Regions from separate parts of the Gossypium hirsutum genome. Here region 2 is linked to region 1. A link is a contact called in public Hi-C data. All regions are on one chromosome and are shown on one strand. Each heading gives the region's core, a stretch centred on a gene start, on an enhancer-like site or on the middle of the called end of the contact. The rest is flanking DNA. Distances are from core to core; before and after follow the strand shown.

What was found. Hi-C and Micro-C count contacts between places; a contact is called where the count stands out from the background.
Region 2: a contact with region 1 is called in a Hi-C map of leaf, with 3 times the contacts expected there. The contact joins the enhancer-like site here to the promoter of LOC107921033 in region 1. A contact is called at or near these places in 6 of 34 Hi-C or Micro-C datasets (fibers and leaf).

The regions. Positions count from the first base shown.
Region 1 is chrD01:15,229,622-15,232,198 of Gossypium_hirsutum_v2.1, reverse strand. LOC107921033 reads left to right here and starts at 1,304. Exons shown (of 1, transcript XM_016850889.2): 1 at 1,304-2,577. The coding sequence starts at 1,866. The coding sequence ends at 2,498.
Region 2 is chrD01:15,343,584-15,346,160 of Gossypium_hirsutum_v2.1, reverse strand. No RefSeq gene overlaps it. Among protein-coding and RNA genes, the nearest start is that of LOC107921050, 25 kb to the left of the region's middle. Within about 2 kb of position 1,275, at least 3 of the 9 cell types and tissues checked have an H3K27ac peak or open chromatin away from gene starts, as enhancers often do. A contact at or near this core is called in leaf, where this site is marked.

The DNA of each region.
Region 1 (2,577 bases), core at 55-2,554:
AAATAATTATTTTCTATTGTCACCTCATTATTACAACTGCATTAAAATTTAGCTTGATTTTAATCTTACTATTACAATACTCTATCTTACTAACTAATCGTACATTATTTTTATTTTAAATATCATTGAAGTCAATCAATGAAAACCTAATTTTTTTTTTTAAGAACCTACCTCTATTCTTATCCAATAAGGTACCCATTAAGCGGGGCCATGTTCGACTCCAAACCTTTTTATATAATCCCTTCTATCATATTCACAGAAAAAATAGACTTTCCAAACCATCTACGACTTTGAGCACTACAAATATTAATTACCTTTGACTTTTATCACCGCTATTAATATAATTATACAAACATTTTAACTTTGACATGCTTTATATTTATAAAAGAAAAATTCAAACATATTAAATAAAAAAAGTGCACCAAAGATAAAAGATAAACTAATTTATGTAATTAAAAATCAAATAAAACAAATTTAGAAAACAAGTTTTGAAAATAACATCAAATTCTTTTAAATTGCTTTACTACTATGTATAATCGATTCTCTTTTTTTTTTTTGTTGATTTTAGGATATCATGATCGGTAACAATGACTAACTCTTTTATCACGAATAGTGGCAGAGTCAGAAATTTTTTTTAGGAGTGTCATAATTAAATTATATATTTTTACGATAGTAGAAATGTAATTTCACTATTTTAATTGTCTATATTTTTATAATTTTTAAAGGATTAAGTCAAATTTTTATTATTTTGGGGGGACAAAGTATAATTTTACCATTATTGATTTAAAATTTTATAAATTATAAAAAGCTTAAATGAAAAACTTTCTATTTTAAGGAGTCGGGTCCCCTACCAGTCCCCTTGGCTCCACCACTTGTCATAGATGCTTTTCAGAAAAGTATTTGGCTAGTCATGAAGCATGTTTCATTCTCATAAGTAGAGATCAAACCTCTCAAATACATGATTAACGGACGAGATGGGCAACCACCATGCCACATGGTTAAAGCACCTTTAAACAAAACTTTAAATAACTACATTAATCATATAACAAGTTATACCATTAAATAAAGGGATATTCACTTACATCAATATAAAACTAAAATAAATTTACATTTTTTCATAAGTTTTCATACGAATAATTCAACAGTTAAATTTATCAAAATATTTATATTTATCAAGCATATAAATATTTTAATCGATATAATAACTTTATTATATGATATAAAATATTAATGATTGATTTTTTAATATAAAACAAATAATTTAAAATTTGTGTGAAAACATAAAAGATCATTTCTCTCCATGACAACGAATAAACTGGTACGTGGAACATATATCAATTAAACAAAAATGGAAAATGAAATTAAAAAAGAAGCATCACTCGGCCTGGCTTTTAATAAGCAGCAAATAACGGCTGCGCTTTGTAAGTGGCGGAGGTGTGAGAGTGTAACTCAAGTAATAGCTTCCTTCCTACGCAACGCGTCACTGCTGAGTTAAAAAGGGAAGGGGTTTTATTAAGGGTTGGCAATGTCAAACGTCAAAATCAAATTGGATGAAAAAGTAGGTATGAATCAGCTGTCCCCATCTCTATCTCTTTGAAAAGTACAACAACAGCATCCCCTTTGACTTGCAATGCCAACGGTATTTCATGTTCCCCGCGTGACGCCGTGGCTCGCGTCACTCTTTATTAAACCCCCCTTTCCACATTCTTCATTCATCTCCTCTTATTTATTTGTTAATTAACCATAATAATAACAAACCATTTCTCCTCCTCAAATACAACTGCAATTCCAAACCTCCCAATTCCTTTTCACTTTTCTATATATTCTTCTCTAACAATCCATCCATCCATCCATCCATCCATGCCATGGGTGCCTGTTTCTCTTACGAAATCCCTGAATTTTCAGAATCTGGGTCTCGCCCAACAGCTCATGTTATTTCCCTCAACGGTGATCTTCATAAATATAATCCCCCGGTCTGCGCCTCTCAGGTTCTTCACGCCGAAGCCTCCTCCTCCTCCTCTTCTTCTTCCTCCTCCATCTTCCTTTGCAACTCGGATAGCTTATCTTACGACGATTACGTTCCGGCCTTGAATGCGGACCATCAACTGCAACCCAATCAGATATACTTCGTGCTTCCCGTTTCCAAGCTTCAGCAGCGATTGGCTTCCAAGGATATGGCCGCTTTGGCCGTCAAAGCCAGCGTTGCTATCCAGAATGACTCTAGAAACGATTCTAATCGGCGCAAGAAAGCCCGAATTAACCCTGTGATGGTGGTAGCTCAATCTGTTGTTGATCCTGTTGGCGCTTCTACCGTATCAGCCCCAACCCCCAGCAGCACCAAGTCCTTTACCAAGTCCCAGACTCAACCTCAGCCAGCTGGGATGTCAAGATCTGCTTCTTTTAGAAAATTGCAGCGATACACATCCAGACGAGCCAAATTGGCCGTTCGTTCTTTTAAGCTAAGGCTGTCCACTATTTACGAAGGCTCCGTTCTGTAATCTACCTACCCGGATCCACCTTTCAAGTTGTTAATTTTCCATGAGCCCCCAATGTAACATATTATACATACATACATAT
Region 2 (2,577 bases), core at 26-2,525, 110 kb before region 1:
TGCAAATGCTAATGTAAAATTTTTAATATATAAATATTACCCCTTTTTGAAATTTTAATCCAAATACATGTAATATTTTAACTTGTTAGATTTATGTTTTCTATATTATATTAATATCTAATATGGGTTATATATTCAAATTATGTTTTAAAATAAAATCATTAATTAAAAATAAAAAAGATTCTTAAAATAATACAAATGTGTTAATATCTAATTACAAATATTTAACAGTTATATTTAAATATCTAAAATATAGTTTCTAATTAAATTTAATAAATAATTAATATTAATTGCTTAAAAGTATTTAAAATTTATATTTCATATATTAAAATATTAACAACAAGTTATATAAAATTATTTTTTATATTCTTGCTAAAAATCATAATATTAACTAATTTTAACATTATTTAAATGCATATTTATTATTTTATAATATCATGTCTAAAATGGACATTTTATTTCTGAAAAGTACTTTTTGATAGCAATACCAAACATTTAAATCTTAAACCAAACTTTTCAAAAGTAATTTTCAAAAAAATACTTTTCCACAACACTTTTTAAAAGTACTTTTCCAAAGTAACGTTAAACTAGCCCTTAGTCCTTTAATTTGGCACCCTTTTATTTTTCAATTTGGTCTCTTTGAACTTGGCAATTATTCCCAGTTTGGTCCATGAACTTGAATTCCGTTCAAGTATGATGATCTAGCACCTTGGGACTATTCTATGTTATCACTTGAAAATTTTTAAAAGAATTATATAAAATCTCAAAAATAACAAAAAGAGAAATTAAGTAGAGTTTTTAAAAACTTCAAGTGATGATGTGAGTACCTTAACGTAACGCAAGTTTAAAAATCAAAGTAGAAAAGTAATCAAATTTCAATACTAATATGGACCAAAAAAAATAGGGACTAAATATTATCTTATCTCTAAATAAAATACATATATATAATTTCTTTAGCTTTTTCATTCTTTTCATTTTTATCTATTAACCTAAATATAGTGGCAATGCTTTAAATAAATATTTTTGAATAATTTAGTGATTTTAATAAAATATTTTAAATAATTCAATGATTATTTTATAGCTTTATAATATTGAGTGACGAAAATACAAATTTACTAATAATTTAATGAGTTTACGGAAAAGTATCTAACTTCCTTTCCCTCCCCTTATAAGGCCACAAAAAGGAATGGACAAAGGTGATTAGATTGGGTAGTACTACTACTAGTATCTCAGTATGCAGCTGATTCTCAAAATAAAAGGTTAGATACATATTAGTTTGGATTAGGCCTTCAATCTTTATCGGACGGAGGATTGGGCCAGACCCGTTACCCTTTTAAGTCTTTACCCTTTACCACAACTATTCTTTCGTAGACTACCACCGACTTGTGGTCGAGATTTTACAACTCTAGTTTTTTCATATTGTGTTAAGTTACAACTCTAGATTTTACCATCATCGGAATGCTATGCTCATGAGTGGTGGTAATCATTTCTCTGTTAAAAATTTATTATATTTAGAATAAATTATTTTCGATTCTTATTAATTTAAGATTTTATAGAAAATAATTTCTATATTTTTTGTGTTTATTAAACACCAGAAAATATTTTATACAGATTCATCTAACACAAAAAAATATTAACTTTTCCAGGGAAAAAATTATTTTTCAAATATCATTTTCCGAAAATAATTTTTAATGAAACAAAAATACCCTTGATGTAAAATATAATCACCTCTTATTGTTTCAAGAATGTTTACTTATTTTATCAAGTTTGAAGAAAATCTTATAAAATCTCTCAAAATTTATTCGGTTAAATAAAAGATAATTATACATGTTTTATTATATATATGTTTTCTATTTTATTTATTATTTTTTAGTTTTAATTAAGTGTTTTAAATTTATATATTGACCTTAAAGGTGAATTTATTAAATTGTTTTATGTAAAATTAATTAATTACTATTGTTTAGAAAGTTATAATAGAAAAGATTTGGATTATAATAAAAAAACAATTCATCTTAAAATTAATACATATAATTAAAATTTTAATAGTTGGCATGTATTTCCATAGAAAATTATTAAAAAGGAAACAATAAGTAAAAGAGAAGACAAAAATTAAATATAATTATCATTTATAATAGGGATAATAGCAAAAAAAAAACCTTTGTACTTAACAAAATTTTCAATGTGGCATTTATACTTTTGAAATCTCCAATTTAGTATCCCAAGTTTAATTTCATTTTTCAATACCATTAAAATTTGTGCTGACATGGCACGTTGACCAATAAAAAAGTACCACATGGGAGATCATTGACTTTTGACCAAAAACAAAAATACTTCTCTTCTAAACAAAAACAAAAAAGTCCAAATATTTTTTTAAATTGCCAAAATTAAAATAAATACAAACTAATTTCCTTTTACTTAATAAAATAGAAAAGAAGAGAAAAGAAATATCACGTTTAGAAATCCTTCTCTTCTAAACTTAATTTTTTTCCAAACCTAGATCTCCAATAATTCTATCATACCTAAAACCACCATTGTTGATGGAAAATGTTGCACCGACCACTGTTATTGATGTTCAAT